7 separate regions of the Mus musculus genome follow, and all the other regions are linked to region 6. The links are chromatin contacts, called in public ChIA-PET, HiChIP or PLAC-seq and Micro-C maps. All regions are on one chromosome and are shown on one strand. Each heading gives the region's core, a stretch centred on a gene start, on an enhancer-like site or on the middle of the called end of the contact. The rest is flanking DNA. Distances are from core to core; before and after follow the strand shown. Region 1 holds the start of Smo (smoothened, frizzled class receptor). Region 2 holds the start of 1700012C14Rik (RIKEN cDNA 1700012C14 gene). Region 3 overlaps Tspan33 (tetraspanin 33). Region 4 overlaps Ahcyl2 (S-adenosylhomocysteine hydrolase-like 2). Region 5 holds the start of Strip2 (striatin interacting protein 2). Region 6 holds the start of Mirc35hg (microRNA cluster 35, host gene). Region 7 overlaps Ahcyl2 (S-adenosylhomocysteine hydrolase-like 2).

Region 1 (3,839 bases), core at 901-3,400, 440 kb before region 6:
TCACTTCTCACACTGATTTCTCTTTGCTGTAAACTACCATTAATTTTACAGTAGCTAATAAAGATATATAGCGATGATATGTGTGTGTGTGTGTGTGTGTGTGTGTGTGTGTGTGTGTGTGTGTGTATACACATGTAATCTATGAGGATACAAAGAGTGTAAGAAGATAAGGTTCCTGTACTGGAGAAATTTTCACTGCTTTGCAAGACATTGTGGATGTTGATACAAAGAGTATTGATACAAAGAGTATTGATACAAAGAGTATGAGGATAAGGTCCTTGTACTGGAGGATAAAATTAGCTACTTTTCATGACATTGTGAATGTTTCTTGAGAGCAAGTCTTGCCAGCACAGAAAAATAAAAACTCTCAAATTCTACAAGGATACCACCACTTGAGTACATGCTAGGATTTTAGGAAGGCTTCTGATGATAGGGTTTTTGTTTTTGTTTTTGTTTTTTGTTTTTTGTTTTTTTTGAGACAGGGTTTCTCTGTGTAGCCCTAGCTGTCCTGGAACTCACTTTGTAGACCAGGCTGGCCTCGAACTCAGAAGTCCGCCTGCTTCTGCCTCCCAAGGCATGCACCACCACGCCAGGCTCTGTTGAAAGTTTTAATTGTCAACTTGATACAATCTAGAATCCTCCGGGAAGAGAATCTCCATGCAGGATCTCTAGATGAAGCCAGCCTGTTGGTGTGTCTGTGGGTGGTTGTCTTGATTACACTAAGTGATATAGGCAGGTCTGCCTGTGATGGGCAGCACCATTCCCAAGACAGGGGATCCGGGACTGTGTTAAGTACAGAGAAGGTGCTGAGTACCAGTAAGCATGCATGTATTCATTTCTCTCTGCTCTTGATTGTGGATGCAACCAGCTAAGGTCCCTGTCTAAGGTTTTCCACAATGATGGACTATGACCTAGAATTGTGAGTCCAGAATACATCCTTTTAGCCTTATAGTTGCTATGTCAGGATATTTTATCACACCAACAAGAATAAAATTAAAACACAAAATGAGCCCCCAAATTGAATTAGATTCCTCACATAGTTCTGGAGACTTGGGTACCAATTAAGCATGTATCTGAAGTGTAGGAGTCAATTTGCTCTTAAACAACAGAGATAACAGAAACGATCTATATCTGGCTGACTGTGAGCTATTCTTACAGAAACAAGAAATGAAAAGCTATGCTATTGAGTTGTCCGTCAACAAGGAAAAGTTACTCAAGGTTCATTCAGTCCAGTCTCCTAGCCGTTGAGGGAGACTTGCTTAGGGGAGCTGTGACTTAAAGAAGCTGCAAGAAAGAAAGAACTGACGGAAGGAAGGAAGGAAGGAAGGAAGGAAGGAAGAAAGAAAGAAAGAAAGAAAGAAAGAAAGAAAGAAAGAAAGAAAGAGAGAAAGAAAGAAGAACTGAGTGGAGAAGGGAACGACAGAAACTTCATGAGGCAGCTGGGCCACAGGTATTCATCCAAGATGGACTAGTTTCCTGCGGACAAACCCGAAGGTGCATCAGGGACAGTTGATGGAAATCACAGTCCATCCAGCCCTGACATACCTGAGCGATAAAGGCTTGGTGTTGACATGTTCTCAGGATAGACATCTGTCCCCACAGGTAACAGCAGCTACTCTGAGTGACTCCGAGGTTATTTCCCCATATATATCTCGAGCAGGAAGAATTTAAAGAAGCAAAACCCCCAAACTCCGGTTCTTCTCCACCAGGGTTCTAGGTAAAGTTGAGAAAGATCTAACTAACAAAAAGCAAGAAAAGATTGGTAGGGCTGGGGAATTGGGCAGGAATGGAGTGAAAACTCTTGCCTGCTTTAGGCATCCCCCTGCCACCCTAAACTGAGAGAAATGTCCTCTCCTAAAAGTCACGTCAAACAACCTTAGGACCAACTAAAGATTCAGTCAAGTGCCTCTGGGACACAACTTGCACGCATCCCCCCCCCCCCCCCCCCCCGCGAGGGTCTTCTGTAGGGTGAAGGTTCCCGAATACCCCCACCCCAGCCCCTTCGGGCATTTAGGCCGCCAAAGCTGGGGCTCCTCCTCTCCAGCGTCTGACTCTCCCCTTGCTTTTCTTCGCTCGGGCCCTCCCCCAGCCTCCGCGGATGGGGGGGCCGGGCTTGGCTCCGCGAGGCCCGTGCATTCCAGAGAGCAGGGCCAGCTAGAGCAACAAAGGAGCCCGGTAGTCGGCAGGGAGAGCTCAGGGGGCTGCGGCGCGCTCGCGCGGAGGTGGCTGCTGGGCCGCGGGCTGGCGTGGGGGCGGAGCCGGGGACCCACTCCCGCACCCCCCCCCCCCCCCCGGCCGGCGCCTGGCCTCCATCGAGGGGCTGGGAGTCGGTTTTAATGGTGGGAGAGGGAATGGGGCTGGAGATCGGGGCCCCGGAGGGTTCCCAGGGTTGAAGACAGCTTCGATCTCCAGGCCAGGGAGTCCGGGGTCTGTGCATCCTGGCCCGGGCCTGCGCTGCTCAACATGGGGCCCGGGTTCCAAAGTTTGCAAAGTTGGGAGTCGAGGGGCCCGGACGCGCGCGGCGCCTGGCGAAAGCTGGCCCCAGACTTTCGGGGCGCACCGGTCGCCTAAGTAGCCTCCGCGGCCCCCGGGGTCGTGTGTGTGGCCAGGGGACTCCGGGGAGCTCCGGGGCGCCTCAGCTTTTGCTGAGTTGGCTGTTTGGCCATGGCCGCTGGCCGCCCCGTGCGTGGGCCCGAGCTGGCGCCCCGGAGGCTGCTGCAGTTGCTGCTGCTGGTACTGCTGGGGGGCCCGGGCCGGGGGGCGGCCTTGAGCGGGAACGTGACCGGGCCTGGGCCTCACAGCGCCAGCGGGAGCTCGAGGAGGGACGTGCCGGTGACCAGCCCTCCGCCGCCGCTGCTGAGCCACTGCGGCCGGGCCGCCCACTGCGAGCCTTTGCGCTACAACGTGTGCCTGGGCTCGGCGCTGCCCTACGGAGCCACCACCACGCTGCTGGCTGGGGACTCGGACTCGCAGGAGGAAGCGCACGGCAAGCTCGTGCTCTGGTCCGGTAAGCGCGCGGGAGTCGGGATTGCGACGCGGAGGTGATGGGACCGGCCACTGACGGAAAGAAAAGGCTCAGGCCTCAAACTGTTGGGCGGGCGCGGCTTGCACCCGGAATAGTTGGAGAAACGAGTCCGGAACTTTTGGGACAGGTTGCGTGCGGGAAGGAGACTCTGCGTGTTGGAGAAGGGGTCGGGGCAAGAGACCAGGGAAGCCAGTCGGTCACAAAGAGCCCGAGTAAGGATGGGGTTAGGGGGATGCAAGGAGGGAGAAGAGATGTATTCGTGAAGCAACAGTCCATGGGGATTCTGGGCAGTGTTCAGACCTTGAGGCAATCTGAGTTGTAGAGAAGAAAGAGAGGATGAAGGTGGAAGACATTTAAGGATTTGGAGGGAAGGGGCGAGGAAAACTTGTACATTCTGAGAAGGAAAAAAAAAATGCCTCCTTGTAGTAACTAAAAAGCCAAACGAACCACCTGGTAATCTTGATTTAGATCAGCCCAGGGAACCAATGATTTTTGTCTTGTTTTTACCCGTTTAAGTTTCCTTATCTGAAAAATGGAAGCTCTGATCCACTCGGGTTAAGAAGGAGGGAGACGATTTAAACAGTTGTTTGTGGCTCTGTGGAAATGTGAAGCCTCACGCCAGTGTATGCTGTGGAGGAACATTAAGTCTGGGGTGTTGAGAGCCTGTGGGCACCGTCCAGAGTGGCAGAAAGTCCTTTCCTTGGGGTAGGATTGTGACAGAGCCTGAAAACAGCAGACTACATCAAACAAGTCCTTCCTAGGCTATTTAGGATGGTTTATCTCTCTGCCTGTCACCCAGTTGGACTGAGAGCCT
Region 2 (3,370 bases), core at 2-2,501, 290 kb after region 6:
GGCCACCAAAGTGTTCTTGCCAAGGGAGTTACCAGCTCTCCCAATGCCAGAGGAAGGGTCTCCTTGGTAAGAACTCTCACTGCACCGATAAAGGACCAGACCCTTCCCCAGGTGGGCGGGGCTCCGCGGAGCCGCAGTGCAGCACGATGAAGCCTGTGCCTGGGACGGGAAGCTGCTCTGGAAGCGAGCGCCAAGTCCCCCAGGTGCCACCGCCAGTCACTTGTCCCGGCAAAGCTCCCAGTGTCCACATAGATGCGGAGCCAGGTCAGGATTTTTCGAATGTAAAATGGCCTCGTGCTTCGCGGAGAAGCTGCCCAGGGTGGGTTCTCTGCCGCCCCCTGGCGAGCAGCGCTGGTCCTGGTCGTGGGCACCGCGACTAGCAGCGGCCGGTGCCCACGCTAACTGTGCATCTAGTGGGTACGCAACCGGCTGGGATGCCACCGGGGCACAACCTTGTATTCAGGCTGATAGCACCCGGAGGCAGGGCTTCTACCCAGCAAACCGGTTAGAGGAATCAGGTACTGAGAATAGAGTACTTTAGCTCAAGGCTCAGAGGAGCACAAAGAGCTAGAAAGCTTTTCAGGGACAGCACCCACCACCTCCTGGTGGCTTCTGGAAGGGGAGGAAGCCTACGAAAGAAACCAGAAAAACTGCAGGAGACTTGGAAAGTTAGGGCGAGGAGAGGCGGTGCTCAGAAGGCACTGATATATAATCGCGCTCCAAGGCAGTTAGTTGGGAAATTTTAAGTTCGAGGCTACGACAATGATCTTTTTGGTAAATAGGGTGAGGCCACTTTGGCCAGGGCACTCAAGAGTACATATACAGAGCAAGGCCTGGCCTTCAGCTCCCATCTCTTTATCCTGGGGTGGGGAGCCAACCTGAGCACAGCAGTCACCCTGGGGCAGCACCTCCAGAGGATGCACTGGAGGCCAAACTCTGGCCTTGAGGGAGACAGGTCCACTTGGAATTAGGACGGGGTACCACGGGTGTAGGACCTTCTCCACTAAAGCTTCGCAGGATGAGGATCCTCCCTCCCTCCCTGCCTTCCACAGCCCAGTGTGGCAAGAGGGGCCTAGGGCTGCGGGGGAGAGAACCACTCCAAACCGGAATGATCTGGTTTAAGGCAAGCTGATTCTCCCTCCGCTCTCCCCCGCCCTCCCTTCTCCTCCTGCGACAGGCTGCTTTTTGTCGCAGTCCCCTGACCAAGGTAAACAGGAGGGAGGAAAGAAAGCTCTGTTTCCATGGCAACCTAGAGGGCGGTCGATTTGGCTCTCTCGGAAGTGCTTGTATGAAGGGGAAAAGAGGCCTCACTGGAAAAGCAACAGGGAGGAAAGATCCTAGCCGCGTTCCTGATGGGGGTTATTCTGGAAGGTGATGTGGGCCTGGAGTAGGAGAGGTGAGGGGCCTGGCACCCTCAAGTGAGGTGGCAGATGGAGCCCGGGACCTGGATACTCCAGGGGCTGGATTCACACCAGAAATGCCACCATCAACCTGGGAAGTATCAAACAGGTGCCAGAGCTCTCCGGGCACATGCTTAAACCCTCACGCCTTGCTAGCCCAGTCCAGAAAAGCTTCCATGGCCGCTCGCTCTGCTAAGCCACGGGGATAAGCCCGGCTCAGTCACCAGGATGAGACTCAGGGCCAAAGACAGGTTCTGTCTGAAAGACTCCCCACCCAGTTCTTGGAGAGTGAGCTAAGAGAGCGCTCCTCCCCTGAGAGTAAGGCTCCAGCATCCTTTCTCCTCCAGACTGGCCCAGCTCCTGTGTGGCACCATGAGAAGAACAGAGTAACCCCAGCATGGGTTGATGGGTGTGGGTCACCATCTCCTGAAGGAGGAGGACTGTCCTGTCACTCTTCAGAGGTCAGCTGAAGTCCTCACTAACCAGATAATTACCACACACTGAGACTTTTCTGAGGAGCACCCTGAGAGGGCCAGTAGCCTCTCAGGGTTCCTATCAGCGTCCTCATAAACTCCTTCTGTCCCGGCTTGGGGAAGATAAGGCAGCTTGCCTTGTCTTTAGCTATCATCTGAATAGCCCGGCCAGGAGAAAAAAGACAGAAGCTATGGGTTGGTCTTCTTCTGACCCCAGGGACGCAGCAGTAGAGACAGGGACTATGTGGAATCTGTATGAGGTATCTTGGTTTCCTCAGGCCACACGGTGACTCCTGGCAGTGAGGCTTCCAAGATTTGGAAATCCCAGCTCCGGAGCCTTTCCCTGGAGCCAGTGGAAGCACCTGATCTGTCGGGGGGGGGGGGGCTGGGGGGGGGGGAGATACCTTTCAGACCAGAACAAGGCAACAGATGGACGCGTTTTCCTTGTAAGATGCCCAGAAAGGCCACATCTCAGCTCTTTCCATGGCGTGGGGATTCCAAAGCTACCTGACCTTGGTGTCTTGCCACGATGCTCCCTTTAGTCCAGCCATGGTGCCGCTCCTTGGATGATGAAGTGTGTTGTTGGGGGCCTTGGCACCAGTGGCTCGCTCTTCCTCCTGCGTTTCTGTGGGTCTGTCCTCCATCTCCGGTTCTCTATTCAAATATCATCTCAGTGAGGAAGAGTCAAAGCTAGGGTCCCACTAGGAAGACTCCAAGGCCTTTGCCCTGACCCTTCTACCGGCTCTGTCCCCTTCCCATCTCCCCCATGGTCATAGAGTTTACTGCCTGTTTGTTCCACCATCAGGAGGACAGGAGCTGACTCTATCTTGTTCATTCCATAGTCCTTAGAGCCTGGAACAAAGTAGGTGTTCAATAAACACTTTCAGCTAGCTGGATAGCTAGGGGCCTGGGTTCAGAAGGCGGGGGCCCTCCACCTGTCCTGCAATCTGTAGAGGCCTGTGGTGCCTGCTACCTCCTACAAGCTGCAGAGCAATGTGACACACTTCCAGTGAGGCCCGCAGAGGGATCCAGTGTGTAGCCACTATGTAGGAAAGAAGCGAACAGTAGAAGGGGATGCTGCACTCAGATAGATAGGCTGGGTCACTGCAGCCAGGCTGTAGGAGGCATGGTTGATAACATCTAAAGTAGGATTGGAGTGATTCAAGTCAGCCTGAGGCCCAGGACCCTGCCCGTCGGGCATAGCAGAGGAAGACAACAGCCCAAGCATCTTCTCTCTGCCTCTGCCTTCTGCCTTCTGGGCACTGGGAGGAGCTGCTGGGGGTGGGGAGAAGAGGCACGACTAGAAGGCCTCTTCTAAGACCTCTAAGAACTGCACATCTCTTCTTTCCGACAGGGAGCCTCGGCAGCTGTGACTGGCGTTCTGCATGCCTCTCTGCTTCCTGAGGCTACTCACTTCCTTGCTTGCATGTGGCCACAGTGGCAAGTTCCAACAGTTTCTTCAGTCAACGACCCCTCCCTCCCGACTTTGCAGTTTGA
Region 3 (3,815 bases), core at 531-3,030, 460 kb before region 6:
CTTTTTAAATTGTTATATATAAGTACACTGCAGCTGTCCTCAGACACACCAGAAGAGGGCATCAGACCTCATTACGGATGGTTGTGAGCCACCATGTGGTTGCTGGGATTTGAACTCAGGACCTTTGGAAGAGCAATCAATGCTCTTAACCGCTGAGCCATCTCTCGAGCCTGAACGTGCTTTTTATAAAACCCGGACAGAGAGCCTGAGCTTGATTCCAGGAATCCACTGTGGAAGGGGGGAACTAACTCCCAAAAGTCGTCATCTGGCCTTTCCTTATACGCCATGGCACGTGTACACACAGGCGCACACACACACACACACACACACACACACACACACACACACACACACACACACACCTTTCCTTCTTTCCCTGCTGAACTGTGCCCATTAAACTCTTTCCATTTCCCTCTCGTGGAGGCCACCACCATTCAACCCCCTGTGAATATAACAGCCTGTGAATGGGATTATACCTATGTGTCCTGTCATGACTGACTACTCTTACTTGGCATGTTGTCAGGTGTCATCCATGCTGTATGTAGCATGTGTCAGAATTTCCCTTTTTTAAGGCTAAATAGTACTCGGTGTGACTGCCTCCTCGTTCTGTTTATCCATGGGTGGACACCTCAGTCACTTTCACGTTTGGTGTTCTAGTTTAGGCTGCTGTGACTCAGTTACATTTTGAATGACGGCATCTTCAACAGCAGTGCTGCATCTCTGTTCTTCTGACTCAGCAGCCCTCAGCTTTGAGACCCAGTTTGCTTCCGTGGAGTAATTGTGAGCTCCTGATACTGAAGATTTTTCTTCTTGTGATTTTTTTTTTGTTAGTTTTTGTTTTTGTTTTTCAAGACAGGGTTTCTCTGTATAGCCCTGGCTGTCCTGGAACTCACTCTGTAGACCAGGCTGGCCTCGAACTCAGAAATCCGCCTGCCTCTGCCTCCCAAGTGCTGGAATTAAAGGCGTGTGCCACCATGCCAGGCTTGTGATTTTTTTCTTATGTCAAGGTTTTGGGTTTGGATATTTTAAAAATATTTTTTCCCTTGGCAGTGCTGGAGTGAATCCAGGGGTCAAACACTTTAAGCATATGTTCTGTTGCTGAACACCCCTGGTCCAAGCCAGTAATCTTGAATATCTCCTTTTCCAGACTGTTTTATAGGTTATAAATTCAGAACCTTCTCTCAAGAGGTAAAATCTGAATTCTCAACCTCTCTCTCTCTCTCTCTCTCTCTCTCTCTCTCTCTCTCTCTCTCTCTCTGTGTGTGTGTGTGTGTGTGTGTGTGTGTGTGTGTGTGTGTGTGCATGCGCGTGTGCACAAGCCAGCTGGAGTATAAAGCACTAAGTTATAATGAGATAAAGAAGGAATTAAGAGAATTTCTTTTTTTTTTTCCATTTTTATTAGGTATTTAGCTCATTTACATTTCCAATGCTATACCAAAAGTCCCCCATAGCCACCCACCCCCAGAGAATTTCTTTAGTGAAAGAACGGAGGAGCTTGGGGCCCTCATGTGCTTGGCAGTACCTTGAAGTTACAATGGAAGCTCAGCTTGGTGAGTCCCCTGGCCGCCTCAGTGTGGGGGATCAGTGATTCCTAACCTTTCTGGTGGGCTGTGTTGCAGTTCAGCTGCTGTGGAGGGATCTCCTACAGAGACTGGTCTCAGAATATGTACTTCAACTGCTCGGAGGACAACCCTAGCCGGGAGCGCTGCTCTGTGCCTTATTCCTGTTGCTTGCCCACCCCCAACCAGGTGAGCAAACACCGCCTGTCATTTCCTCACGAGTAAGCTCCAAGTTACTTCCTGGGCAGAAAAGCTGTTATGGTGACACTCCTTCCCGAGCTTAACCAGGTGGCTCTGCAGGTTTGTCTTCACCCTACTGCGATGGTCGCTTCAGCCTTTTACTCTGAGCCCACATGGGACAGAGATAAGGGGAGGGTTGGGCCAAGAGAGCTCAAAGGAAAGGAGTTTTGTATTTAGCCAGTTTTACTCCAGTGTTCTCTACAGACATTCACTAACAACTTAGGGGGGTTGGGAAAGTTGGCAGGTTTGTCAGCCAGTGTTTCTTGGTGTGGGAGTACCATTTGGCTTCTCAACATTTTCCTCAGGCAGTGATCAACACGATGTGTGGCCAAGGTATGCAGGCTCTGGACTACTTGGAAGCTAGTAAGGTCATCTACACCAATGGCTGTATTGACAAGTTGGTCAACTGGATACACAGCAACCTGTTCCTGCTTGGTGGTGTGGCACTAGGCCTGGCCATCCCCCAGGTAACTTACCCTGCCCAACTGGTAGGTCTCACACTCTGCAAAGGTTGTCATTTGTGGAGACATCCAGGGGTCAGTGGGGTACTGACATAGCAGAGGGACCAGAGAGGGATGTGCTTGCTGCGTTGGAAGGACTGAGCCTGGGATAGCAGGACAGTCCCCCCCTGATTCCTTTCTGCCCTTTGCAGCTGGTGGGAATCCTGCTATCCCAGGTCCTCGTGAATCAAATAAAAGATCAGATCAAGCTACAGCTCTACAACCAACAGCACCGAGCTGACCCGTGGTACTGAGAATCCTTCCTGCGCCTCCTTACCATGGCGACGAGCATCTCACGGACCAGCAGCAGAGGGTGCTGAGAGCACCCAGTGCAGATTTGGATTCCAGCCCCCAAATGAGGGCCCAGTGGAAAGAAGCAAGCTCCAGAAGGCAGGACACAGATGGCTCAGGTCTCCGAAAGATGTGCCTCATCTCCCCATCCTAGCCTCAGCATTGTCCGAGGTTTATTTCATGCTGTTTGTAACCTTGAACATTTGAGTTTGTGTTTTTAGTTTCCTCTGGGCAGAGGTGTGGAAACTGCAGCGGCACAGAAAGCTGTAGGATTACTAGCTGCATACTGAGGCACAACAGACAGCTCTGTTAGGGCTGCTGCTGAGCTAGGTGGACAGAGTCTGCTGCCAGGGAGTCCTGGCTGTGCACAGATACTGGCAGCCCTGCAGGAGTCCAGTTGGCACAATTCCACCTCCAGAGAGGCTGGGAGTGCAGCGGGCAGAGCAGCGGGAGCCTAGGGAACCTAGGGGTCGGATCGGGACCGCAGGGCACATGGGGGATAGGAGTGAAGGGGGTATGTTTACCAAATGCTTGCCTAGCCGCACTCCCAGGTAGTCAGAGTGAGCTATATCCTGCTCCTCCCTCGTCTCCATGGAAACAAGGCTGCAAGGGCAAGGGGTATAACAGCAGCCAAATTCATCCTCACCCGCTCTGTAAAATGTTTGGAACCGTGGTCCCTAAATTCTGCGTGCCGGACTAAGCCATACATGCCCTTGAATTCCTCTCTGTCTGGCCTTCCCGCCCCAGCAAGTGGGGTTTTCTTTAACTTGGCAGAGGAGTGGCACCACCACCCACCCGCATCCCCTGCACCAGAACTCAGTGTTTCTACAGTGTAAGAATCGGGAATCTGGCAGAAATGGCAATAAAAGTTTGTTGACATGGGCTAAGCTGTCCTACATCAATTTTCCATTCGGGCAACTAGAAGAAACGTAGAAGGGACCAACCAAACTGTGGGCCTGCCTTCTGGAAGAGACTTGAGACCCCTGAGGTGCACAAAGCCTCCAGTTCCCTCGCATGACCCACCTACATTAGGGTCGAACCCCCGGGTCTAAATTAGGTAGAATGATTCAAGGTACAGATCTGTAGGAATGGTGTTACCTTATCCAAAAATCCCAACCTTAATTTGTTGTTTGTTTGCTTGCTTGCTTTTTTCCCATTACAGTGGGTTGAAATCCATTTAGGATGGGGCAGGGAACTAGAGGATAGCACTCTACGTCAGAGTGAA
Region 4 (3,823 bases), core at 1,248-3,747, 380 kb before region 6:
GGCCAAGAAGAGGGTGTTGGGTCTGTTGGAGCTGGAGTTACAGGTGGTTGTGAACTGCCTAACATGGATGCTGGGAACCAAACTTGAGTCCTCTGCTAGAGCAGTAAGCACTTCTAACCCCTCAGCCATCTCTCCAGATCCCTGGAGATCATTCTTGATTCATATTCTCTCTCTCTCTCTCTCTCTCTCTCTCTCTTTCTCTCTCTCTCTCTGTTGTTGCCATTTCAAGCTTTTTTGTTTGTTTGTAGAACATGATTTTAGTATTTTCAACTTTTTAATATTCAACAAACAGAATATTTATTTTAAAATATATTTCATTGTTATGTATCCTTTTTCATTTCTTTTTTTAAAATTAATTATTTATTATATGTAAGTACACTGCAGCTGTCTTCAGACACACCTGAAGAGGGCATCAGATTCCATTACAGATGGTTGTGAGCCACCATGTGGTTGCTGGGAATTGAACCCATGACTGCCAGAAGAGCAGTCAGTGCTCTTAACACTGAGCCATTTCTCCAGGCCTCCCTTTTCATTTCTGATTTTATTAATTTGGATACTGTCTCTGTGCCCTCTGGTTATTCTGGCTCAGGGTTTATCTATCTTGTTGATTTTCTCAAAGAACCATCTCCTGTTTTTGTTGATTCTTTGTATAGTTCTTTTTGTTTCTATTTGGTTGATTTCAGCTCTGAGTTTGATTATTTCCTGCCCTTTACTCCTTTTGGGTGTGTTTGCTTCTTTCTGTTGTAGAGTTTTCAGGTGTGCTGTCAAGCTGCTAGTGTAAGCTGTCTCCAGTTTCTGTTTGGAGGCATTTCATTCTTGATTCTCTTAGTGGTTCTTCATATGGTTTTACTTATCAGATCCATTAAACTATCCTGATGATCCTCTTCTGACCCTATTTATTATCTATAGGTAATATCTCCCAAATAAGAGGTCATATTCCAAGATACTGCTTAACCAATAACAATTTTCTTTCTTGTTCATATCACTGTACTATTATCAGTTGATTATATTAACTTGTAACTTTTTAAACTTTATTATGAGTATACGTGTTTGCCTATATATACAGCCATATATAACCTGCATGCCTGGTGCCTAGTGGAGCTCCAAAGAGGGCATTGGATACTCTAGAAGCAGAGTTACAAATGGTTGTGAGCCATCATGTGGATGCTAGGACTTTGAACTTAGGTGTCCTGGAACAGCAACCAGTTCTTTTAGGCACTGAGGTATTTCTCTAGCCCAGCTTTTTAAGTTGATCTCTCGTGCTGAAGTTGATATTGAGCTCTTCATTTTCAGCCTATTTCTACTTGTGCATATGTGATTTTTTTTTTTTTTTTTTACTGTTCCATGCTATCACTTAACCTTTATTGATAGCCTTATAATCATTAGCAAAATTCTTCAAGGTTGTGGTAAACATCTAAAGTGAGTTCAAATTCTATAGCAACATTAGATACTCCTATCCAAATTGAGATTAAATCGTTGATTATTAATCTGAGAATGATATTTTAATTTTAATTAGTAGTGAACTTAAGAACTGACTAGCATAACAATCGTTATTTAGATTTGATATTTCTGTTAAACTCTCTTAATCCATGTTAAAGACCATAGTCTTCTTTTTCCTTTGGAATTAGAAATTTAAGTTGAATGCTCTTATTTTCAGTTCTGTTACTACTTTTCTTTGAAGTTCTCATTGCTTGAGGGTGTAATTGTCTGGATTCAGAGACCTGCACTTACTATAAGCTATTCCCTGCTCCTCCTGCTCTTTCATTGACCACCCCCGCCCCCATTCATGGTCTACTTTGCTCTTAGCCATGTATATTCTATTTTATTCTAGAGTTTAAAGTTTGTTTGTTTGTTTGTTTGTTTGTTTAAATGCTCTCCTCTTCTTCATACAGAATCTCATTATGTTGCCCAAGCTGAGGATCCTTCTGTGTCACCCTTCCCAGTGCTCTCATTATAGAGATGTGCCATAATTATTCTCAGAAAATAAAGATAGAAGCAAATCAAGAGTTACTTAAATAGGTTAAATTTTCTATAATTTTTTTTAACATGATAGAGTCATATCTTATATTTTTGTATATACCCTTGCTGGAAAAAATACAATTAGTGTTTTTATAAGTGGTATAATTTTCTTTTATCTTTTTTCTTTCTTTTCTCATTCTTTCTTTTGGGGGGGTGAGGTGGGGGATAAGGTCTCTATCCTGACTGGCTTTGATCTCACAGAGATCTGTTTGTCCCTGCCTCTCCAGGGCTAAGATTAAAGGCATGTACCACCATGCCTAGCTCAATAAGTGGTATAATTTTCATATTAATTTATTTATTGCATTGGTAGATATTTGGACATCAGAGATGAGCAAGGTATATTCTGTTCTCAAGGAGGTCAGATTTATAGTTGGAGAGATAATATTAAGTATTCACTAGAGCAAGATAGGGCCTAGTAGAGGATCTCAGGCCTTCTGTGGTGAGGTTGAGGGAAGAATAGGTAGGCAGTTAGGAGTCATTGTGTAGGCTTACATAATCCTCTTCAGAAGAATTCTGTTCAAAGTTTCTTGGGCTGGTCATGGACACACCTGCAGTGCCAGCACTTGAAAGGCAGAGGCAGGTGAATACAGTTAAGTCTTAGGGTGGATTGGAAAGGCAGGAATAACAGTTGTAGGAAATCTGATTAAAACCAAATGAGCTTGTCATCTTATGATGTACCATATAAATAATTTTTGTCTTTGTTATGTTGTGGTCACAAGCAGCTCCCAGATGTCAGTAGTTATTAAACATGGTTTGTTTTTTGCATATGCTGATGTCTTTAGTGTAGTTTTGTTCCAGGATTCAGGCTGGAGATAAGTCTATGATTTGAGGCTTTCTTATTGTGCCAGAAGGAAATGAGGCATGGTAGAATCTACACAGTGTTTCTCTGAAAGCTGTTCAGAAGTGAGCTATGCATTTCCTCCCCTCTTTCCTTTCTTCTTCCTCTCCCTCTCTTCTTTCACTTTCCTTTATCTGATTATTTTTTGAGACGGGGGCCTTGTTACAAAGGTTTGGCTCCTTATATAACCCAGGATGGGCTTGAACTTTTTTTGTTTTTTTTTTTTGTTTTTGTTTTTTTGAGACAGGGTTTCTCTGTGTAGCCCTGACTGTCCTGGAACTCACACTGTAGACCAGGCTGGCCTCGAACTCAGCAATCTGCCTGTCTCTGCCTCCCAAGTGCTGGGATTAAAGGTGTGCGCCACCACGCCTGGCTCTTTTTTTTTTTTTTTAAAGATTTATTTTATTTTACTTGTACACAATAGCTGTCTTCAGACACACCAGTCTTTGTTCATTGTGAATAGGAATAAGAAAGGGAAAACAGAAAGAAATACTCAGAAATCTACAGTTGTCTACCATTTGAGTGGGTGGTGAGTTGATCAATACAGGAGGTATCAATAATAGAAGATAGCTTAATTTAATTATGTTGAACTTGAGGTGTTTGTGGGACATCTAAATAGAGGGGACTAGTAAGGAAACTGGATAAGCTGGCATAAAGTTCACAGGATATAGAAAGTATTAATAAAATGCTCGAGTAGTAGGACTGGGAATTACAGCCCCAAACAGAGGTACCTTTGCTTCTTGAGTGCTGGGATTAAAGGCATGGACCACTGTGTCTGGCTGTGTATTCTATATTTTTAAAGTTTATGGTGTTTATACCTATCTTACCTGATAATTTTATTTGGTTCTTAATTTATATTTATGTCTTTTTTTCATTTAATACACACATATAGCACATATCAACAAAATACAGTATTTAGTTTTTGAAATGAACATTAAAAGGTATTTTTGTTTATATTTGTTGTTC
Region 5 (3,496 bases), core at 92-2,591, 260 kb before region 6:
GAAAGCACAGTTCCTGCTTCCCTAGGTAATGAGCTGTAGGCTATCAGATGAAACAAACCCTCTCTTACCCAAGTTACTTTTGGTCATGGATTTTTATCACAGCAATTGAAACGCCAAGACTGAAGTAAACCAAGTGAACGGAAGTTTCTTCTATAGAGCAGCATACTTACCACACTGAGACAAGACTTAATGTAATCCTTGGGTGTTCTCTGTGCTTCAGAATTTCCTCATCAATAAAAACTGGATTCGTAAAAAATAACCTGTCCGGAAGAGGTGTGGTACCAAGAAAACACATACAACGCTTGGCACAGTCCCAACTCAATGATCCTTTCACTGTCTTAAAGTCATGGGTTACCATAGCGATTTGGTCCCTCCCATTCCCTTCATCCATTGTCAAGCCAGACCTGCCAATATATTTAAATTGTATTCGGGAGAGAGCCGAATCCACAGCCTTCAACTACCCGGTTACCTTCTGGTTACTTTTAGCTCTTAGGGCGTAGGATTTTTTTTTCTTTTCAATTTAAATATTTATTTGTTTGTATATGGGAATCGGGGAGGACACCAGGAGCATGTGTGGAGGTCTGGTGTCAAAGGACAACTTTTGGCTGTTCATTCTCTCCTTCCACCAAGTGAGGACCCGGGGATCGAACTCAACATCTTAGACTTAGATTAGGATTGTTTTAGAAATGGGAAGGAAAGAGCAGCGGGTGAGGGTGGGAGCTTGCCATCTATTCGCACCAAAAAGAAGGCGCCCACACAGCTAGGGACAAATGACAGGGAGCAGCCCTCAGGGATTTCAGTTAGGTCCCTCCCCGCAACTCTCATTCTCTCCTCCAAGAGTTCTCTTCCGAAAGCTTCCTGAGAGGGTAAGTTTATGGTGTGGTGGCTCAGGTTATCCTGAAGGCCAAGCCCTTTCTGCGACAAAGCGGGATGTCACAGGCGTGCAGCAGCCTGGATGAGGGGGTCCGGGTCTAGTACCGCCGAAACGTAGGCACTTTGGACCAGGGATGGACTAGGGCTCTCAGGAAAAGGCTGCTATGTGGGACAGGAACAGCACTGAAAAGAGCATGCAGCACGGAGCTAAGCCGCCTTGCGCTCAGGGTTCAGAATTCGAATCGTGGAGCTGGACGTGGAGTCTACTAGTCCCAGGCTACCAGCAACTGAGCAGTAAAAATGCCGGGGGTCCATGGGGAAAATATTCCTTGAAAGAGCCCCCGCCTCTGGATGGCTGATTAGCCAATCGCATCTCGGGGCGGGGCCTCGGAGAGTAGTTACAGCCAATCGGAGTTCAGGGGGCGGGGCCTGGTCCCGGGCGCGCGCTGTGGCGGGGTCGCCCTGGGCAGAGATCTTGGAGCTACGGTAGGGAGCCGCTGAGGCGAACCGCTGAAGGGAACCTTCCCAGCATGGACGACCCCGCGGCACCGGGGCCCGCCGGCTCTCCTGCTAATGACAACGGCAACGGGAACGGCAATGGGAACGGGAACGGCAACGGCGGCAAAGGGAAGCCGGCCGTGCCCAAGGGCAGGGAAACGTTCCGCAACCAGCGGCGGGAGTCGGAGGTGAGGAACCCGGAGGTATCCGCCAGCGGGAAGCGGCGGCTGAGGTGGAGCGGCCCTCAGCCCGGTCCCTTCCCGCTGCGGGTCGCCCGCTTTCTTGCCTTGGCCTGCGGTTTTCCTAACCGGCGCGAAGAGCGTAACAGATACTTTCCAGATACTTGACAGCTGCCGCCCGGTGAAGCCGGAATTTGGATCCCGGTGTACCGATGGGGAACCAGCGCATAGAGGTGCAGGGACTGGACGGAGGGGCGGGAGCCCGAGCTCTGCCGCGGGAGGGGAGGGTGGGCTGGCGGGCAGCACGCCCTCCCTCTTCACACTGCAGCAACTGGCACTGGACTGGACCAGACCAGCCTGGAGCACCAGCCTTCCCCTTGCTATATCTCCTGCCCTCGGGTGATGGCGGTGGCTTAGGGAGCGCCTTCCGCGAACAGCTCGCCCCTTTTCTAGGAGGGTTGAAAGACAGGATTCAAGCTGGGATAGGACCAGGGCGACGTTTGAGAGTAGCAGTCCCAGGATGCAGCTAATGGGATGGCTATTTAAATATCTTCCACCTTTTCTTAGGAAAAAAACAAAACCAAAACCAAAAAAAACTAACTTGGGACATGGAAAGGAATGAATTATTATTATTCCCCTACATTTTATCTAGCCATATTCCATCTATCAACCAAGAGCAAAACTGCATACAAGCAGGGACTCAGGGGGAACGAAATGTATGTGGAAGGGGATGTGAAGGTCATCTGGTTTAGCCTTTATTTGATTCGATTTCATCTGGATTTAATTATTTGAGACAGCCCATGGCAACGTCTATTGACAACTTGCCCTGGCTGGGCTTGAACTCACTGTGTAACTGAGGAGAGCTTTGATCCTCCTGCCTCTGTTTTTCAGGTGTTAGGATTACAAAATATGCTACCACAGTGAGCCTAACCTTTCATTTTACTACGTAGAAGCCACGGAGTTGGGGGGATGTGGCTCAGTGATGGAGTGCTTGTGTAGCTTACACAAGACTCTAAATTGATCCCCAGCAGCAGAAAAGGGGTCTGGTCATCTAGAGACAAAAGGTAAAAGAGATAAAACCAACTCTCCTGAGATCAGACACTTGGCTGACAGTGAATGGCCAAAACCACCAAGTTTCAGTGTCTGTCTGGCCAATTGTCTGTCTGTCTGTTTCAGTACCTCCATTTATTATCTGTGTGGCTTTAGGCAAATTAACTAACCTAGTTTCTTTTGTAAAACAGTTACCACTGAATAACTCAGAAGGTTGAGATAATCGAACACAAAGCCTTTTAAACAGTTCATATAATTAATTGGTCAGTACTTATAACTGTCATCATTCTCGTTAAGGGGCAGAGGGAGTCCTAGTCTGTGGTGATTCATTTAAATAGTATTTCACAGTTTCCAAAGTGATCAATCTGTCTATTTGGTTATTTGTTGTACAGAGACCAACACTAGCATATACACTGCCATTAAGCTCTCACCCCCGTCTCCTAGTTCCTAAAAGGTAAATGGAGCAGGGGAAACTGCCCCCAAAGTCACCATCTTGTACAGACAGGGTTTCTTTGTAGGGATTTTCTTTTAAAAGTGCCTTATACCTCCTTCCTCAAGAGAGACATTGGTGTGTTTTTCGATGAAGGAAAAGTTTAATCTTGGCTCATGGTTTCAGAGGACTATTGTGGTGGTGAGGCCATGTTGGAGGACAGCTCAAAACGGAGGAAGTGAAACATTGTTCTTGATCAAATATTTTGAGGGGCTAGCAATGAAGTTACAAGATGTTAATGATATATCAGTGAATAAGGCAGAAGGGTCTTTGCCCTTCTAGAGCAAGCATTCCAGGAAAGGTGGGGAGACACAATATGCAAATAAATGACCCCAGAGTGATAGGCTGGGTCTTCCTTCTGAAGTAGAGGCATGGCACAATCCCCACCTGTCTCAGTCCCCTGCAG
Region 6 (3,422 bases), core at 623-3,122:
GTGAAATCTTAGGAGCCCCTCAAGCTGCTTTTGATGCAGTCCAAGCTACCCAGGCATGCACCAAACTCGAGTGTGCTCAGCTGTGCACAGCACAAGCACGTTCCCAGGGCCACTGGACCCCGTTAATACTCCTAGTGGAAAATAAGAATAAACGAAATCCTCACAAGGGAGACTATTACAGTGAAATTGTTTCTTCTTTGTGTAATAATCTCCCACCCACTGACCCCCCTCACTGTTTGAAAGGGTGGCTAGAAGCCCTAAAGAAAACAAGTGGAGGATGAAAGGTGGGCTCGGTTTACTGGGTTTCTTAGAAGGCTTGATTGACCTCGGAACAGAAATCTAGAAACATGATGCCCAAGGTTTGTCTAGGCAGAGGGTGATGCAGGCTAGACTGACTGTGCACGGAGTCTCAGGGCGGACGTGTAACACAGGTACCTGGCTCAGTGTGAAAACTGGACTCTTAGTCCTCAGGAGGTTAGCCAGCAGGAAACCTAGAAGGCCCTGTCCTAACTATCTCTGACAGAGACGGCGCCCAATAGGGCACCCGCCCCCCATCTCTGTCCCTAATCTCCTAATCAGAATTGCATCCCTTGCGCTAGCAGATCTTTCTACTTAGTGTAGGGGTGCCAAGGATGAAGGAAGGGCTCAGCCTGTAGGGCTCCGCAGAACTGAGCGATCCCTGATGCCTGGGCTGCATCGCCACTGCCGGTAACTATTGGATACACCGACTAGTAAAACATCCGAGACATGTTCCGGGGGCAGGATTCTGGGGACCTGGGAGCAGCCCTTGCTAACCGAATTGGTTCGGACTCAGAACTGGTATCCGCTTGCTCCAGGCCGGAGGATACAGAAGGAAGGCAAGCTGAGTTCTTGGACCAGCTTTTCCCAGGGGACTGGGCGGGGCAGGCTCCGGGCCACGGAAGCGATAACCAACCTGCAGTGAAACCCTGAGAAGGGGCTGGAGAAACCAGCTCGACGCAGGAACGCTCCCCAGCCCGCGTCGCGGCCAGCCTCCCGGCCTTGCACTTCCTCCCAGGCCCAACAGGGCGGCGAAACTCCCGGGACCCCAGCCGAATTCCTCCGGGAGGCGACATTAGGGCGGGCAGCATCAGGCACCGAGCCAAACCCAACCTAGGCTCAAAATGCCCCCCGCTTTCTTCCCGCCCCGGGAACCGCACTGGATGCGGTGCACATGGTACTGAGGGCCCCGTCCCCTGGCACCTCGCCGGCATCCCCGCCAAAAGGCCAAGGAAGTCAGGAATTCACAGTGCCGCGTCATCCCCGAAGGCCACAGCCACGACGTGGCCTCTGCTTGCCCCTCCGGCCGCCCACAAAACTGGGTGCTAGAACTGTTGGCCCTCCGGCACCCGCTCCACCTTCTCCCTGGCCCAGCACTGGCTCCGCCCGGCCCCGCCCCGCACACTCACCTGCGCCGGCTCCGGGCTGGGCTCACCGCCGCCTCCCAGCTCTGCTCCGAGTCCACACCCGAGGAACTAGGCAAAAAAAGGGCCCTCGTTTGGAGCGGGCCCAATGGACAGAACTTGAGGCGTGCCCAGGTTGAGCCGAGAGCGGCGCCCCAAATCACCAGGACCTTGGCGGGAGGAGGTGGCGCCGGAGCGCGGAGCCCAGCGGGGGAACAAAGAGGAGCCGGGATGGGGCCGCGCGCTTCCTGGGTGTCGGGTGACAGGTCTGCAGGGGAAGGCCCCGGCCGAGCCACCTGAGGAGGAGCCTCTTCCACGCAGCAGGCGGGGTAGGGCTGAATGGTCACCGAGCCCCAGAGGCAGACGAAAGGGGTGCACCAGGTGTGACGATCGTGTTCAAGGAAGGAGGCTAGCAGGCTCCGGCGCCGAGACCCGGGGGCTCGACGGAGTGCAGAGATAATGACTCCGGGAGGGTTTTACCGCCCCCAGCGCCCCGCCCGCCCCCCGCGCCGCGCCATTGGCTCAGGTGCTGTGGGGCGGGGGAGGGACGGGAGGCGGACCGAAGATGATTCACCTTGAATGTTGCTCCGGTTGGTGCGCGTCGTAGGGCACGCCCGACCGGGACTGCGGATACGTCGCGAGCCCCGCCTGTTCGCCGAACCCAGCTGGGTTTGGCCCCTAAGGGGTCCCGCTGCCCACTCGCTGTTCTAGCCTCCTACCTTGGGCTGGGGTGCCGCCGGCCGAGGTGTGCCCCGATGCCCTACCATCCCACCTCCCTCTGAACCCCTTGCTAGCCAAGGTGTGTGTAGCACAGCAAACTTGGAAATCCGACTCTGGGCTGGGGGAGGGGAAGTGCGTTTGGAGGCCAGGAGTACTGTGGGACCACACTAGACGGTACTCTGCAGCCGGAGAACTGGCCACAGTCTGTTCTGCCTCGGTGGGAGCACCCTGGCCCGAAGGTAGAGAGTTGGAGTGGGCACCAGAGGCTCGCCACTCGTCCTAACCCACCTTTGCCTAGCCCTGAAGCCTCACAGGTGTCTGGCCGCCGCCGCCGCAGGGAACAAAGACCGCCTGTCCCGGAAGGGGGAGGGGAAGGGAAGCCACCCCCAGACCCCTTCCCATCTCCCTTCCTGCCCCTCCACTGCCGCAGTGGCTCCCCCGGGAGGGGGCGGGGCCATCTGGAACGAGGACGGGGATTAGATCCCTCGGAACCTTCTTAGCTAGGATGCCACCCCGGAGCCTCTGGGGAGGAGCAGAGTTAAGGTACACCCTAGCTGTCTCGTTTGAAGTGGCCTCTTCCTTCTCCCCAGCATCCTGAGACCAGAGAGTGCGCACATCCCCCTCCCCTGCTTTGAGCGCCCTCCCATTCCCTGCCGCGCCCGGCTGCCCCAGACGGCAACCACAGTTCAAAACCAGATTAAAATAAAACGTTAATCCGCCTTCCTCCCTTTTAGCTCCTAGTTCTCCCAATGAATCCGGGCAGGTCTGACCGCCTAGAAGCCTCTAAAACCGGGTGTGGGGGTGGGGTGGGGCTTAGCTGATGTTCCCACCAAACTAAAGGGCCCTTGCGCTGAGACTGAAAACCTTGAGCTCAAGCGAAGTAAATGGATTAGGGGAACCGAGCCCCTGGATTCCTCCCTCCCCTGCTGTCTGCCAGGGTCCGAGAATGACGCTGCAGATACGAACCCTTCTAGATACTCAGCTCCTGGGCAAGACCTGCTTCAGCCATGGATGTTACAGACAGATGGCTCCGGAGGCAAGACCCACCCCAAGGCAGGAAGGCCAGGACCCGCTTGTCCCTCTCCCAGCACAGTTGGGGATGGGACGTGATGCACCAGAACCGAACAGGAAGAGCAGGGCACGACCCGACAGACCTCAGGGGGGTGTGGTGACTCTACATTAACCCTCCCTGTCCCGCCTCCTTCCCTTTCCATCCCTGTGGCCCTGAACCTCACTGCCGGCCGGCATCTCCACTCACGCCCTACCTGGTCCCTAGGCCTG
Region 7 (3,632 bases), core at 640-3,139, 330 kb before region 6:
TGCTGTGGGGTCTAAAGGAAGTTAGTTGTTCATTTCTCAGATACTGACTTCTGGGCTTACACATGTGCATTGTCAGCGAGCAGTCTACTACAAAGCTACACTGCTACCCTAACCTAGATAACTCTGGTATTGAAAATGTTCTTATCTATGAGTGAGATGTAGGTGTAGTGACTTCTAAAATTTTATCAAGCTACAACCTTTTGATTTGTTTTTTGTTTTGTTTTGTTTTGTTTTGGTATTTGTCACATATGGTTTCTCTGTGTAGCCCTGGCTGTCTTGGACTCAGTTTGTAGACCAGGCTGACCTTGAACTTGTGAGATCTGCCTGCCTCTGCCTCCTGAGAGCTGAGATTAAACGTGTGTGCCAGTGTACTTTTTATGTAGATAAATTATGTTTCTAGAAAGTTTATTTAAAAGGAAAGACTATAGTAAAAACTATGCATTTGACATTTAATAACCACACACTTCAGTATTTTTACCTGCCACTTTCAGTGCCCAATCCCATAAGAATGCTGAATGTAAATTCTTTCTCATTCTGTTTTTTTTAGGGTTTCAGAAGTTTTAAGATAAACCTTGACTTTTCTTGGAGGCAGGTTTGAGGCGGACTGAACCCTGACCTAAGTATGTCTGAATTTGCTATGTCAGGAGAATTGTGGGTTTAAGTCCACACTCCACTCCCAGGTTAAAAGACGTAACAGGAAGGGAATACAGTAGCTGGGTGCTCAAGTGTACTGCAGTCTCTAACGGCTTAATTGCTTATCTGAGAGACCTGGTTGGATTAGTAAGTGGCAGGAGGGTACACAGCTGCCTCCCTGGTCACAGCTTGGTTATGCCTGTTTCTGTTTGCCTTGTCACTTCTTCCTCACACCTGTCTCCTTTCCTTCTCCTTCCCTCTGAGGTCCCTGTCCTAGAATCATCTTCTCTCAGCAGCTTGCATTCACTGTTTGTCTTGTAAGCGTTAACCACCTGAAATACAGGAATAAGACGCTAATCTCAGGGAGAGCTTAAACTCTAGTGTGGAAATAAGCAAATATGACCAACTGCCATATCCATATTAATGTGGACTATGACAGGGGTTATTTAGTAATTTGTGGACTTGAGTCTATGTTTAACCTTTTTATTTGTGTATGTGTATGGTATGTGAGTGCACACATATATATGCTTGCCATAGCATGTGTGGGGAGGTCAAAGAACAACTTTCCAAACTCAGTTCTTGCCTTCTATGTTTGTTTTGAGACAAGAATCCTCTTGTGTCTTGCTGCTGTACTGCTGCGACCAGGCGAGTGAGCTTCGGGCATGCTCCTTTATAATGCTCCTTGGGACTTCGTTTTGAGTAAAGTAAGGCAGTTTTGGAGCATTATAAAGAAGAAAGTGATTTGATGAGATTTAAAATAAAGAAGGTACTGACAGTCGTGTATATGTAAGTGAATTCAGCATCTCTGTGGGCCTCCACAGGTGGAATAATAGCAATAATAGTAAAGTTCATACCGCCCTAGGAGCATCCAGCTGTCCTTGCTCTTTTGAGTACTTTTTACCATTTTTATTTGTTTTAATACAAGGTTTCATATAGCCTAGCCATATTCTCCAGCCCTGCCTCCTGACTGTGGGATTACTGATGTGGGTCACTACGTCTGGTTCTGCTTTTTTGTTTTGTTTTCATTTATCATTTTGTTTGTTTGTTTGGGGTGTGTGAGTGTGTGTGTGTGTGTTTGTGTGTGTGTGTAAAATATGTGCAGTGGTACTTGTATGGAGGTCAGAGGACAGCTTCCCGGGGTGGGTCCTCTCCTTGCACCGTTTGGATATTTGGATTACAGACATTGAGCTGAGGTTGTGAGGCTTGGCAGGAAGCTCACTACCCAGTGAGTCATCGCCCCTGTGCCCTACTCTGCTGTTTACTTATTAACTTACTTGATCCTCTCAAAACTTCCCTTTAACAGAGGAGTAAATAGGCACAAGGAGACTAGGTAATTGTTCAAGTTACACAGTGAGTGGAGAGGCTTGGCCAGGCAGTCTAATGCTACTCTGCTATACCTGGTTAAGGCCAGTGTAGCTTCCTGGTACTGGGTTTATGTAAACATGCATATTAATCTTTATTTTAAAAATATAAGGCCTAGAACAATGGCTCAACAGTTAAGAGCACTTACTCCTTTAAGTACCCAGGTTTGGTTCCCACTACCAAGATGGCAGCTTACGCCATCTATAATTCTAGTTCTAGGGGATCTGCTGCCCTCCCTGGCTTCCCCGGGCACTGGACACATACAGTGCATGTACATATATACAAGCAAATACTCACACACATAAAACCTTTTTAAAAACCAACGTTATAAGAATAGTATTGTTATCATGTTTTAACAGATGAGGTAACAAAGGCTTTAAAAAGTATTTGGTTTGCCTGATGATAGCCCAGAAAGTGTTGGAGCTAACCTAAAGCCTGTTAAATCTTCACCAGTTTCAGAACATGAGGAAACTGAGAGGTGAGAGTCCTCCCATGAGTGAGGATGGGAGACGGGAGGGAGGGCTCAAGTCCTGCTATCATTGGCATTTCAAGCTTGAGGAGGCGTGGTAGCATCCTGTTCTGACAAGATGTTTGACACAAACAGCTTATAAAGGAGAAGGTCATTTTGTGTCATGGTTTCAGATTTTCATCCATGGTCATATGAGCACTTTGCTGGTCACCACAATCTGGTCACCAAGTCTTCGACACATCCAAACCATAACCAGGTATGGGACATCTGAGGCCTACCAATTCAAACCAACCTCATAACTAAGTAGATTGATCTTTGAACCCAGGTGGCTAGGAACTTTAGCCTTTAATAACCAATAGCTTCTGTGACTAAAGAATCATGACTGCATTTTCTTATGGCCTCAGAGACACTAAGTGGATCAGAAATACTGAATGTTGGGCTTGAATGTTTGGATCTTTTCATAGTCCACTTTTCCCCTCAGTTTGTCATGAGAGTCATCAGGTGATTTGCCCAAGACATAGGAAGTCACAGGAACAATCTTCGAGGATTTTCTAATTCATTGCCCTGTGCCTTGTGGCTCTAGGTTCCAAATGCTTGAAGCTTGTACACATAGTGACTTCTCTATGTGTGTGCTTTCTGACTTTGACCTCCAGAAGTCCTACCTTGATGCCTTTTCCACTGTGAGCATGTGCTTGCTCTGACTTTGGGTTATTTGGCATAGCCTCAGAGGTTGTGATTGTTCTGTGAAGTCACCACTGGTAGGAACACAGCTGGCATACAGGATGTTTAGCTGTTTTTGGAATTAAAGCAAGCTTCTTGAGTTGTGATATAGATGGCTTCTAGAGTTAGTCTAGTTTGTTGAGCTTGCTAGCCCCTCACCTAAATGCTGTTGTAGTATAGTCATGTGTGGAGTCTGCGTCACTCCTGCTCTGGCTGTGAATGGATCTTGTAGGATACATTATAACGAAGGGTAGTTATTGGGATCAAGTTTCTAACATATACCTGTCTCTTATGTCTTCCAAAGTTCATGTCAGTTAATGTGCCCTAAAGTCTAGGCGAAATAGCTGTTGTTTTTTTATTGTAGAGACAGTACAGAAAGGGGAGTAACACTGTAGCTTTCAAATGAAGTCTGCTTTAGTTAAACCTACACTAAGAAAACACAAGTTAT

The links. Hi-C and Micro-C count contacts between places; a contact is called where the count stands out from the background. ChIA-PET counts read pairs in DNA pulled down with a chosen protein or histone mark. HiChIP or PLAC-seq counts read pairs in DNA pulled down with a chosen protein or histone mark.
Region 1: a contact with region 6 is called in a Micro-C map of embryonic stem cells, with 5 times the contacts expected there. The contact joins the promoter of Smo here to the promoter of Mirc35hg in region 6. A contact is called at or near these places in 2 of 39 promoter capture datasets (both in liver), 2 of 484 Hi-C or Micro-C datasets (bone marrow-derived macrophages and embryonic stem cells), 6 of 115 datasets of contacts at active chromatin or transcription factors (craniofacial prominence, embryonic basal ganglia, epiblast stem cells and 3 more) and 1 of 9 other capture datasets (adipose tissue).
Region 2: an RNA polymerase II ChIA-PET map of memory CD8 T cells shows a contact between it and region 6, with 6 read pairs. The contact joins the promoter of 1700012C14Rik here to the promoter of Mirc35hg in region 6. A contact is called at or near these places in 2 of 115 datasets of contacts at active chromatin or transcription factors (memory CD8 T cells and pancreatic cancer cells).
Region 3: an H3K27ac HiChIP or PLAC-seq map of epiblast stem cells shows a contact between it and region 6, with 3 times the contacts expected there. The contact joins the enhancer-like site here to the promoter of Mirc35hg in region 6. A contact is called at or near these places in 2 of 39 promoter capture datasets (both in liver), 1 of 484 Hi-C or Micro-C datasets (bone marrow-derived macrophages), 4 of 115 datasets of contacts at active chromatin or transcription factors (T-cell acute lymphoblastic leukemia, craniofacial prominence, epiblast stem cells and 1 more) and 1 of 9 other capture datasets (embryonic stem cells).
Region 4: an RNA polymerase II ChIA-PET map of memory CD8 T cells shows a contact between it and region 6, with 9 read pairs. The contact joins the enhancer-like site here to the promoter of Mirc35hg in region 6. A contact is called at or near these places in 4 of 39 promoter capture datasets (the C10 cell line, cranial neural crest, hematopoietic stem and progenitor cells and 1 more), 1 of 15 datasets of contacts at CTCF or cohesin (the NIH/3T3 cell line) and 1 of 115 datasets of contacts at active chromatin or transcription factors (memory CD8 T cells).
Region 5: a contact with region 6 is called in a Micro-C map of embryonic stem cells, with 2.3 times the contacts expected there. The contact joins the promoter of Strip2 here to the promoter of Mirc35hg in region 6. A contact is called at or near these places in 17 of 39 promoter capture datasets (the 3T3-L1 cell line, the C10 cell line, the HPC-7 cell line and 13 more), 2 of 484 Hi-C or Micro-C datasets (both in embryonic stem cells), 9 of 115 datasets of contacts at active chromatin or transcription factors (craniofacial prominence, embryonic midbrain, embryonic stem cells and 4 more) and 1 of 9 other capture datasets (embryonic stem cells).
Region 7: an HNF4G HiChIP or PLAC-seq map of pancreatic cancer cells shows a contact between it and region 6. The contact joins the enhancer-like site here to the promoter of Mirc35hg in region 6. A contact is called at or near these places in 2 of 39 promoter capture datasets (cranial neural crest and liver), 2 of 15 datasets of contacts at CTCF or cohesin (the NIH/3T3 cell line and large pre-B cells), 4 of 484 Hi-C or Micro-C datasets (the HPC-7 cell line, the MC38 cell line, bone marrow-derived macrophages and 1 more), 16 of 115 datasets of contacts at active chromatin or transcription factors (craniofacial prominence, embryonic basal ganglia, embryonic forebrain and 10 more) and 2 of 9 other capture datasets (adipose tissue and macrophages).

Annotation. Positions count from the first base shown.
Region 1 is chr6:29,733,347-29,737,185 of GRCm38.p6, forward strand. Smo (smoothened, frizzled class receptor) reads left to right here and starts at 2,151. Exons shown (of 12, transcript NM_176996.4): 1 at 2,151-3,007. The coding sequence starts at 2,665.
Region 2 is chr6:30,459,734-30,463,103 of GRCm38.p6, forward strand. It overlaps 1700012C14Rik (RIKEN cDNA 1700012C14 gene), which reads left to right and starts at 1,252. Exons shown (of 2, transcript NR_131049.1): 1 at 1,252-1,396; 2 at 3,228-3,370.
Region 3 is chr6:29,715,086-29,718,900 of GRCm38.p6, forward strand. It overlaps Tspan33 (tetraspanin 33), which reads left to right. Exons shown (of 8, transcript NM_146173.3): 6 at 1,620-1,748; 7 at 2,105-2,266; 8 at 2,452-3,473. The coding sequence ends at 2,553. Among named protein-coding and RNA genes, the nearest start is that of Smo, 19 kb to the right of the region's middle. Within about 2 kb of position 1,781, at least 23 of the 459 cell types and tissues checked have an H3K27ac peak or open chromatin away from gene starts, as enhancers often do. A contact at or near this core is called in T-cell acute lymphoblastic leukemia and epiblast stem cells, where this site is marked.
Region 4 is chr6:29,790,799-29,794,621 of GRCm38.p6, forward strand. All of the region lies in intron 1 of Ahcyl2 (S-adenosylhomocysteine hydrolase-like 2), which reads left to right. Among named protein-coding and RNA genes, the nearest start is that of Ahcyl2, 24 kb to the left of the region's middle. Within about 2 kb of position 2,498, at least 41 of the 459 cell types and tissues checked have an H3K27ac peak or open chromatin away from gene starts, as enhancers often do. A contact at or near this core is called in memory CD8 T cells, where this site is marked.
Region 5 is chr6:29,915,672-29,919,167 of GRCm38.p6, forward strand. Strip2 (striatin interacting protein 2) reads left to right here and starts at 1,342. Exons shown (of 21, transcript NM_177204.3): 1 at 1,342-1,559. The coding sequence starts at 1,404.
Region 6 is chr6:30,172,253-30,175,674 of GRCm38.p6, forward strand. It overlaps Mirc35hg (microRNA cluster 35, host gene), which reads right to left and starts at 1,873. Exons shown (of 2, transcript NR_126540.1): 1 at 1,428-1,873.
Region 7 is chr6:29,847,137-29,850,768 of GRCm38.p6, forward strand. All of the region lies in intron 1 of Ahcyl2 (S-adenosylhomocysteine hydrolase-like 2), which reads left to right. Among named protein-coding and RNA genes, the nearest start is that of Strip2, 68 kb to the right of the region's middle. Within about 2 kb of position 1,890, at least 82 of the 459 cell types and tissues checked have an H3K27ac peak or open chromatin away from gene starts, as enhancers often do. A contact at or near this core is called in the MC38 cell line, the NIH/3T3 cell line, adipose tissue and 5 more, where this site is marked.